Regions from separate parts of the Mus musculus genome. Here all the other regions are linked to region 2. The links are chromatin contacts, called in public HiChIP or PLAC-seq and promoter capture Hi-C maps. All regions are on one chromosome and are shown on one strand. Each heading gives the region's core, a stretch centred on a gene start, on an enhancer-like site or on the middle of the called end of the contact. The rest is flanking DNA. Distances are from core to core; before and after follow the strand shown. Region 1 holds the start of Rufy1 (RUN and FYVE domain containing 1). Region 2 holds the start of Aff4 (AF4/FMR2 family, member 4). Region 3 holds the start of BC049762 (cDNA sequence BC049762).

The links. Promoter capture Hi-C pulls out the DNA fragments that hold promoters and counts their contacts. HiChIP or PLAC-seq counts read pairs in DNA pulled down with a chosen protein or histone mark.
Region 1: an H3K27ac HiChIP or PLAC-seq map of large pre-B cells shows a contact between it and region 2, with 5 times the contacts expected there. The contact joins the promoter of Rufy1 here to the promoter of Aff4 in region 2. A contact is called at or near these places in 1 of 39 promoter capture datasets (cranial neural crest) and 1 of 115 datasets of contacts at active chromatin or transcription factors (large pre-B cells).
Region 3: a contact with region 2 is called in a promoter capture Hi-C map of pre-B cells, with 8 times the contacts expected there. The contact joins the promoter of BC049762 here to the promoter of Aff4 in region 2. A contact is called at or near these places in 2 of 39 promoter capture datasets (liver and pre-B cells).

The regions. Positions count from the first base shown.
Region 1 is chr11:50,429,574-50,432,956 of GRCm38.p6, forward strand. Rufy1 (RUN and FYVE domain containing 1) reads right to left here and starts at 1,552. Exons shown (of 18, transcript NM_172557.3): 1 at 1,211-1,552. The coding sequence starts at 1,532.
Region 2 is chr11:53,348,800-53,352,202 of GRCm38.p6, forward strand. Aff4 (AF4/FMR2 family, member 4) reads left to right here and starts at 1,968. Exons shown (of 21, transcript NM_033565.2): 1 at 1,968-2,330.
Region 3 is chr11:51,261,066-51,264,535 of GRCm38.p6, forward strand. BC049762 (cDNA sequence BC049762) reads right to left here and starts at 1,939. Exons shown (of 3, transcript NM_001382322.1): 1 at 1,568-1,939. The coding sequence starts at 1,592. Clk4 (CDC like kinase 4) reads left to right here and starts at 2,049. Exons shown (of 13, transcript NM_007714.6): 1 at 2,049-2,204.

The DNA.
Region 1 (3,383 bases), core at 302-2,801, 2.9 Mb before region 2:
CCAGCCAGGTCTACAGAGTGAGTTCTAGGACAGCCAGGGATACTTAGAGAAACCCTGTCTCAAAACAAAAAACTAAAAACAAAACAAAAAAACCCCAAACAAAAACCAAGACCAAAACCGAAAAATCAAGGTTAATTCATTACCAAGGAAAGAAGCTTTTTTGTTGTTTTTGTTGTGATTTTGTTCTTTAAAATAAAATCTGGGTACTAAAGTCTATTGTATGCACGTGATGCCCCAGGCATTTACAGTCAACACTCACTTTACCTCAGCAACCTGAAGTCTGCATGGTCCATTCACAGTAAGTGACCAGGCCAAGTGAAACGTGGTTATTTATTTATTTGTCTGTTTATTTATTTAGAGGCAGGGGCTCACTGTGTACACCAGGTGGGTCTCAAACTCTCAGAGCTCCACAAGCCTTTACCTCCTAAGTGCGGGTCTTAAAGGCGAGCACCACAACGCCCTTGGCTATCCTTTATATTTTAATTTTAGATATGTTCAGAAACACCAATGGATTATAATTAGCGCAGTTCTGAGCACGTACATTAACATGTGCAGGAAGTATGCACCCGAATCACCAAGCCCAGCTATAAAAAACAAATAATAATTTACTTTTGTTCTTTATTGGTATGCTGAAATTCTAATCTAGATCATAACAGCTGAATTGGATTATTCAACGTAGCTGATTAATTTTTTTTTTAATCCCCGTTTTTATAGACTGGGAAACGCGAGTAGGACAGGTGATGGGAAGTCTTCGTCCCACGGGGGGTGGGGTTGGGGGTTAGTGGCGGGAGAATAAAGGGAACTAAAACCTCCTGACTCTGACTCGCTGCTCTCACCAACTTTGGAATACGCTGTCAACCTCAGCCGCAGGTGCAAACCGGCTGGCTGCCGAGATTGTTAACTGGGGACCAGCACCGGACTTCATTTGTCAAGTATGCAAAATACGAACACTGGTGATTTTCCGTCTAAGCCTCTAATGTAAACCTCCTATTTAAAGTCAATCCGTGATCACGACGCAGCTGCTCTGAGGTTCACAAAGACAAACAAGGTGGGAGGGGAGTCCCGGGCCGCAGTCACCCTGGCCCGGTGGGTGACACCAATTGCAGAGCCCCGTGCCGCGCCGCGCGGCACAGCTCCGCGGAGCAGCTCGTCCGGCCGGTCAGGTTTCCCCAGCCCGGGAGCAGCCCCGGCCCGCGGGACCCCGGCCTACCTGCGCGCTCCCCGCCGCCGCCGCCGTCTCCCAGCCCCGCGGCCGCGCGCAGCGCGCTGCCGCAGCTCGCCGACAGGTTCCCGGTGGCTCTGCGCGCCAGCGTCAGGATGGGCGCCGACCAGCTGTCGGCCACTCGAGGCCGCGACGCACTCCGCAGCTCGCCGGGACTCGGCAGCTGGCTCCGGTCCACGATCTCGAACGCTTCCCCGGACTCTAGGCCTGCTTGGGGCTCAGGCTCCGGCCCCGGCTCGGACTCCGGCTCCCGCTCCGGCTCCGGCTCCGAATCCTGCCCCGCCCGGCGGCATTCTCCGCGGGCGGCCATGTTGTTAGGTCACGTGACCCGCCGCTGCCCTGGACCGACGACCTTAAGCCGCTGCGGCCTTGCTCGCTCTCACCTGGGCTTGCTTTCCTTGTATAGCATTCGGGAAAGTACGATTCCTAACCGTAGGTGATTCCCAGCCCGGAGCACTTGGAAGTTACTTTTGGACTTTCTACTTCCCACCCCGGGAATGCGCCTTATTTTAACGTTTTGCGACACAACTTCCTCTTTTAAACTTTCATTTCACATGCCTTTTCCCCCTTTGAATCAAAATCTCACTGTTGGATTTTTATTTGTTGTTGTTATTGTTGTTTCTTTCCCCCACACAAGGGAGACATTAAAACAGGCCATGTAGCCAAGTGGTGGTGGGACAAGCATTTAATCCCAGCATCAGGGAGGCATAGGCAGGCAATATCGCTGAGGACAGCAGAGTCAACGGAGTGAGTTCCAGGACAGCCAGAGTTACACAGAGAAACCCTGTCTCAACAACGCAGTCCCCATCACCCCCAGTAGGCCACTTGGCAGGGGTGTGCTTAACTACTTTTTTCTGGGGTGTGTGTGTGTGTGTGCGCGCGCGCGTGCGCGCGCGCGCGGCATGGCAGTTCTGGGAATTGTACTTCGTATCTCATACATGCTAATCAAGACCTCTACCACTGAGCTTCACCCAACCCCCAACACACATAACCAACAGGACCGTTGAATTTGTGATCCTCCTGTCTCCATCTCCCAAGTGCTTCTGACCCCACACCATGCTAGGCAGGCACTCTACTAGCAGAACTAGCAGAGCTATGTTCCCAGTCAGAATTTCAGTCTGTAGCTCCGGCTGGCCTAGAACTCAGTAATAGAGCACTGGCCTTGAACTGGTGATCCCCCTGCCTCTGTCAAGTGAGTATGGGGATTTTATGTGTGCCTTACCATGCCAACTCATGTCTAATATTTTCGACTTCATATTTTTCGGCAGCTTTCTTCAGAACAGGCTGTAAAAGGGCTGCCAAAGAAATTAGGACAGATGAGTCAGAGGTGTGTGTGTGGTGGTGGGGCTTTTTCTTTCAAATCAAATGAATCTGAATGACAGCCTAGCAGGCAAGGTCAGCAGTGGTGGTCTGGAAATGAGCTCTGTATTCTGCTATTAATTAAGTTGATAGGAATTGAACCAACCTCATTCCTAAGTGATAAGGAAACGCAGCACACAACGTACCTTGTGATTATTGTCTCTGCTTTCCAACTCTGGCTTGGATAAGTCACCCTACAGATATGTGGTTATTCAGCCTATTTTCTTACTAGGGATAGAAGGGAATTTGGCAAGATGGAGATGCGAATGTCATGAGAATGTAACAATTTGCAAAAAAGAATTTAACAGTTTGGACCATGTCAAACCACAGAACTCTTAGTGTTTAAAATTATTACAGTGTTGTTGCAGGCCAGGTGTGGTGGCACACACTTTTAATCCCAGCACTTTGGAGGCAGAGGCAGGTAAATTTTTGTGAGTTTAAGGCCAGCCTAGTTTACATAACCAGTTTCAGTCCAGCCAGGGCTAGGTAGTAAGATCCTGTCTCAACAAATAGAATAAAATAAAATGTTGTGGTAGATTGTTAGAGATCAAATAATTTCACCTAAAAATTTGGATTTTAGTCCTTTTTGAATCATGGACAACTTAGAATATGTTTCCTGATGGTAGCACATTATTGGTAGTGGTTGGATGGCTGCTATGAGAAATTATTTGTGCTCCCTTTGGCATTACAGACACTAAGCCTCGAACAATATAGAGAAGCTTAGCATAGCGTCTGTGTGCTCTGAGGCACAGAGGAAAGGTTCATGTTGTGTGTAGATCATCATGCCCACTGCACCAAGCTG
Region 2 (3,403 bases), core at 718-3,217:
TGTAGCCGGCACCATCTCATGGGCTTGGGTACCAGAGTGAATAAAACGAGGAAAATGAGACAGTAGCTGAGTCCCAGCTTTTATCTCTCTCCCTCCTGATCTGCCCAGATGTGAACAACTGCATTAGGCTCTAGCTACCATATCGTCCCTGGCCAACACAGAAGATTGTACTGTCTCAAATAGCAAGCCAGTCATCCCTCATCAAGTTGCTTCATCACAGCAACAAGAAAAGTAACTATGGGAAGGCAGTGGTCGTGCACGTCTTTAATCCCAGCACTAGGGAGGCAGAGGCAGGCAGATCTCCAAATTGGAGGCCAGCCAGATGAACACAGAACTCTGCCTCCCCAAAGTAATAACTAGCCCTTTCCCATGCCTCCCCCCCCCTTTTTTTTTAGTTTGAAACAGGACTTTGTTAAATTACTTAAGTTGGCTTCAAACTTGCTATACAGTTTAGGAATATTTGCTGAATTTGCAATCCTCCTTCCCCAAGCTGCAGAGTAGCTGAGATTACATCCATGTGTCTCCATCCTCAGTTTGGGCCCCTGTTGTAGCATTCAAGTGGCTGTCTATATGTGAGTGTGATGTGTGAATGTACCTGTTAAGGAAAGATATATATGTGTGCTACAGGGATAGAATTTAGGTCACCAAGATTGTGGGCAAGTGCCTTTAAGCCACTGAACTATCTCACCACCACCAGTATTTTTCATAAGGAAGTAGAAAAGATGGCCAGGCACACTGATACACTTCTTTAATCCCAGCACTTAGGAAGCAGAGGTAGAGGCAGGCAGATCTCTGAGCACCAAGCCTGCCTGTTTTACAAAGTGAGATCCAGGGCAACCAGGGCTACACAGAGGAAACCCTATGTAAAACTTAAGATTTATTTAGTGTTTTTCTTTTTGAGACAGGCTCTCACTATATATCCTTGACCTGCCCAGTGTTGGATATGTATATCAGCCTCACAGAAATCTTCCTCCCTCTGCCTCCAGAGTGGTGGGATTAAAGGTGTGCGCCAGACCATACCTCGATAGTGGTTTTGAGACATGGCTTAGAACTCGTGTGTAGTTGAGTGGATTTCCAAACTGTGAAATTACAAACTACAAATAACGAGTGAAGTGTTTCAAGATGTTAGAGGTGGAGAATCTGCATGAGGTACCATCAAATAAAGAAAGCAGATAAGAGACATGGGACACCAATGACAGGATTGTATGTTTTTCAGATGTAGAGGAAGAGGACACTTTTCTTGCGCTACTATTACTGGATTCTAGGAAACCTTAAAACTTTGTCTAATTACTGATTCCAATTAAATTATGGCTTGTCTGGACTAGCAGGATGTTAAGAGCGATGGTGTTTGTGTGTGTGTGTGTGTGTCGCCGTGTGTTGTTTTGACAGGGTTTTCTTAGTAGCTCAGATTGGCCTTGAATCCACTAAGTAGCCCACAGAGGCTGATATTTATTTATTTACTTATTTATTTATTTATTTATTTATTTTTTTAAGACGATGCAGGGCCGGCTTATCCTCCCACAGTAAGTCACACGCAGCAGTGGACGACGTCGCTGCGGACCTCCACGTCATCCTTCCCTCTCTACTCCTGCGGTGCGCTGCGGGACACGGGCGGCAGGGCCTGGGCCTTCACCTGCACCCCAAAACCGGTCGGCCGGGCTGCGCCCCGCCCCGCGGCGCCTCCCTAGCGGGCTGCGCAGGAGGGCGTGTGCCCCGGGCCGGGTTCTGTCCCCGGGTCTGACGCTGGTGCGGCCCCGCGGAACCTGCTGCGACCCGCGCTTCGCATCCCCGCTCCCCAGCCCCGGGCCCAGGCGCCCCCGCACGTCAGCCCGCGCGTCAGCCCCGCCGACGCCGCCTCCAGAGCAGCAGCAGGGCCGCAGCCCCCGCGCTGCCTGCGGGAGGGGCGCGGCCTGGTCACGTGACGCTCGCAGCAGCCCGGCCCTGGTCACATGGGCCGCGGCCACTGCGTCAGTCCCAGTCCCGGCTGCGGGAGTCGAGTCGTCGCCGCCGCCGCCGCCACCGCCGCCCCCAGCGGACGGGGCGGGGATCTTGGTGCCAGGGCCCCGTCAGCCCGCCCCCGCCTCAGTCACCCGTCCGGGGCTCGGCCGGGCCGTCATGGAGCGGGGCGGAACCCTGGCGTCCGCGGTGTGAGGTGCGCCGCCTCGGCTCCCCGTGGCCTCCGGATCGGCCGCTGCCCCTCGCCCCAGGCAGCCGGTCGCCGCCTCCTGGGCGGGCCCGAATGCGCGTCCGGTGAAGGTGCAGGCCGGGCGCCGCCGCCGCCGCAGCCGCGGTCGGGAAATGGTTCGGGCCTAGCGGAGCGGGGACTGGAGGTGAGAAGCCGCCTGACTGCCTGCCTGACTGACTGACTGACGTCTGAGGCGCGGCCGCGCCGCGGGGAAGGCGAGGCTCCGGCCGCTGACGCTGGCGGAGACCCGCGGGGCGGGGGGCCCCTGGATCCGGCTTCGCCCTACGTTTTCTCGTCCCACTTTCTCTCCGAAATCAATTTCAAACAAGAAAAATCATTTTTTTTTTCTTTAAAGGCCAAGCCGTTCCCATCCGACATTCCAGACGCCCATCATCTGGCCGTTTCTTCTTTTTTTCCTCCCCCCCCCCCCCCGTTGTCCCTTCCTCCATTCCTCCCTTTGATTCGGTCGGCGGATTTATCCTTTGAAAAATTTTTCCTTCGTCTGACTCAAGTCATTCCTAGTTAAAGAGAAAATAGGCCCAGATTCTGGCTATCATTTCTCAACTAGTTCTCGCCTTCCTTCTCGCGATCCTGCGCACCTCCCCCCACCCCCACTCTCCCACCTCCCCTCCACCGAAAGAAAAAAAAAAGGGGGGGAGGCTGGGGGGGTGTTAATTTCCGTCCTTGATGGTCGATGGGGTTTGAGTGGAAAAATGGGAACCTGGGTTGGAATAGGAGAAACCCTCCTTCCCGCTCGGAACCGGCCTGGTACCTGGCGATCGCCATGGCCGGGCTTTGGGTATTGATGTTTAGGCCTCCCCAGCTGCCTGTGCGCAGGGTTAATCTCGTAATTGACGTCAGTGCTTTGTTCCTTCCACTTTGCTGTTGCTTCCCACTCTCTGAGAACGGATCATGGGGTACAGGAGCCCAGGGTGTTTGTGGGGTCTCCTTATTAGGCTTTTCATTCACAGATGACACCTTTATGGGGAGTCGAGAGCCCTGATCTGAAAATGGTTGTGAGTGAAGTTCGAACCAAGAGTTCGATTCAGGGTTCTCCGAGTTTCGTCAGTTGCAAGTCAGAATTCTGGTTTTTCTTCCCCGCTGAGGTTTTAAACTGAAGCTAGCCTCCTTTCCAGTGCCGGAATCTAAGCCCTAGGTGCCCGTGAATAGGCTGTTTGTGTGACATTTAAAATGTGTGCTTTTTGTGGAGCCGAGGTG
Region 3 (3,470 bases), core at 689-3,188, 2.1 Mb before region 2:
TACCAGAACCAATATCCTGACGAATCCTGAAGGCTGACCAAGTGCCTGTGGCTAGTATTTCCAGAGGGTACATGCATCTGTGATCTGGCCCTGGATCTGAGACCCGTTCATTGATAGGTCAGACCTAATAGCTCACACCAGTGATGCCAGCAATTCGGAAGCTGTAACAGGAGGATTTCTACAAGTTCCAGGCAAGCTTAGACTAAATAATAAGTTCCAGATTGTCCCTGTGTATACAAAGACGATCACAAAGGAAGAGGGGAAAAAAGAAGAAAGAATAGTGGGGAAGGAGAGAAGAGAGACCCATATAAGTAATTAAAGGAGCAGTGCAGGGCACTTCCTGTATTCCCTGAATGGTATGAATTCAGATGCTTCCTGCCCACTCCATATGCTCTGCAGAGTGCACTGGGAATTGGGATGCTTTCAACATTGTTTGACTGAATCTTTGTTACTCCTGTGCTGTTTGACTTTCTCTTCAGAAGTGTTAGGAACCCTGGAGGAAACTGGGATATTGTCCATCTTGGGCAGTATGGGATGCCTGAGAGATCCATTGTGACTCATTCATGGTGTGGCCTTTAATCAACTTTGCTAAATGTGAAGGGATTCATTGTTTCATAATGGGAGCTTCAGAGACAAATCACCATGAAACGAGCCTTTTCAAGACAGACCCTTTTGGTCTTGCCAAAAGATGGACTCAGAATACTTTTCTCTAACTGATTAAGAAAAAAGTAAGTTGTTTTTTACTTTGTTGCATGAATGGAGGCAGTAAGTATGACAATGAAACCGTAAGCTAGCAAAGTTTGAATGGTATTTTCAGGAGTTAAATTTGTCATTAAAGCAAGGAGCTAAGAATCACCTCTTAGAGTTGTCTAGATTACTAAGACTGTCTATAAAGTGATTGGCATAGAGTATTTAATTAATCTGGTTATGACAGCTCATATTTATGCTTCAAGCTCTTGGAGGAAGGAGATAAGAGATAGGACGACCAGAAGAAGTTCAACCCTACTGGGTTAGACAGTAATTATGGTGTTGGATTCTCAGCAGTTTTGTTTTTTGAGTTTTGATCTCATGTAGCTCAGACTGGCCTTGAACTTGCTATATGGCCCAGGATGACCTAGAATTCCTGATCCTCCTGTTTCTAAATCCTAAATGCTGGGATTACAGGCCTGCACCACAAAAGCCCAGTTCTCTGAAATTAAAAAAGGATATATATTAAGAATTTGTTATGTCGCCAGGCAGTGATAGTGCACGCCTTTAATCCCAGCACTTGGGAGGCAAGAGGCAGGTGAGTTTCTGAGTTCAAGGCCAGCCTGGTCTACCGAGTGAGTTCCAGGACAGCCAGGATTACACAGAGAAACCCTGTCTCGAAAAAAAAACCAAAAAGTCTGACCACAAATGCCCGTTTGTTGAGTAACTGTAGTAGAAAATCATGAGGCTGCCATGGTTGTAACCGGAAGAATACTGTCAGAAGTCTTAGGACAAACCTCCCCATTCCTTTCGATTTGCTGGCTGAGAAGGCGAGGAGGAAGAGAGAGAGGAAGGCAAAGAGAAAGAGAAGGGTAAGCACCTGCTACGCTTGTTTTTAGAGGCATATTCAGGTAAACTTCTCCAAATCCAGTTTAGAGCGGAAGCGCCAGGTGACAGCCATATCCTGGTCACTGAGCTGCCCTAGCTGGGAGCATTCGGGGACTCTGCGCTCTGGTGGCTCTACCTGGAGCTGAGGTTGAGGGGCGACTGGTAGATGGAGTGCGATGAGCTTCCCACTTTAAGCTGATGGGAAAAGGTCAGAGGTTGGCCCTACCCAGCGTGGCCACGCCCAGCAAAACTCTTCGAGAGCCCGACGCGCGCCGCAGACTTAAGGCGGGCTTCCAGGTTCACCTAAGAACAGAAAGAACCTCAGCCTGACAAGCGGACAGAACCTCGTCCTACCCGCGCCTCCAGCGCTGCGCAGCCGCAGTGTGGCTGATCAAGCCCCGCCGTCCCTGACGTCACAGACCCCTCGTCCCCTTGCACGATCTGTGGGCGGGCACGAGGCTTCGTGACGCATGCGCGCTGGCTCGGCGTAGGTGGCGCTGGAGCCACCTGAGGAGGTTGTAGGGTGACGGCGCGGACGCCATTTTGTCGGTGTCTGTCGCAGCGGCTGGAGAGGAACGACGGCGGTTTGGCGACATTTCTCGGCCAAAAGGCCGCTTGCTTTTGCGGAGGTGAGGTGGGCAGTGTCGCGCGGAGCCAGGTGTCTGAGGAGAGAGTGGGCTTTGGGCGTCAGCACCGGGAGGATGCGTCCGCGGGGCTGGCGGGGTGCCTCTCGGCCGGCGGCGACAACACCCGAGCTGCCGCGGTTTCGCCGCTCGAGTCAAGGCCCGCAGGCCCCGGGTTCGCCCGACGGTGCGGTCCGGCAGCTTGGGCCTCGCTCACCTCTTGTCAAGGCCTCGGCCGTCCATCGCAGGAACCAGCGGGGAGACCCTTGGCGGGACGCATCCCCGGTACTAGTGCCGTCCAGAGTCGAAGTCACCCCGACCCCCTACTCACCCCTGTCTGTGGCCTCGGCCGTTTGCATAACCGGAGCCTTTTCCAAAGTCCGCTATTCGCTCTGTTGTTCAGCTCTAAGGGCCCTGGCCAGCTGCCCGGAAGAGGTAGGGCAGGCGCTGCGGCGAGCCAGGCAGCGGCTGGAGTTCACCTCCAGCTTCGAGGATCACACTTGGGAAGGAAGGTTCGTCCTTCATGCCAGGCGGTCACCCCACCCCAAGCCCCCCCTAGATCTGGGTCGCCCCGATTGCCCAGGCATTATGTAGGCCAGGCAGGACTCGAACTCAGGAGATTCTCCTGCCTCTGCCTCCTGAGTGATGGGATTAGAGAGCTGAGTGATGGAATTAGAGAGCGAACATTGCATTTACATTGTGACAGCTCTGTTGCTCAAGTAGCCAACCCTCTAAACCAGTGGACCGATTGTCACCTGGTCTAATGTTAAAGCTGCAGATATTTGGCCTAATTTTGAACACGCACCCGAGGGCCTCTTGTACCCCCACTTAAATGGGAGACTGAAACTTCTAAAACGTGGTGGAGAATAATATTTCTAGTATGAGCGTATACATATGGGTTCCATTGTATCTTTTATTGAAAGGATACAGAGGATTGTAGCATGATTTTTAAGTGTTAGAGATAGTGTAATATTTTGAGGTAGCTTTTCTTTCCTGTGTATGAAAGCTCTCATGAGCTCAGAAATCTTTTACTTTGCCTCCTAAGTAAATATTTCTTTGTTGGTTGTTTGAAACAAGGTCTCGCTGTGCAGACCAGGCTGTCCTTGAAGTCTCTCAGAACTCCACCTGCCTCTGCCTCTAGGGTGGCACGTGTCACCACACCTGCCTAAAAACAAAGTATTTCCGAACTCGGCCAGAGATCAGAGGAGGGATGGGGAATGTTAGTCGGGGCCTATTGGGACAAGGACCCACTGATAGGTGGGTTTGCATATT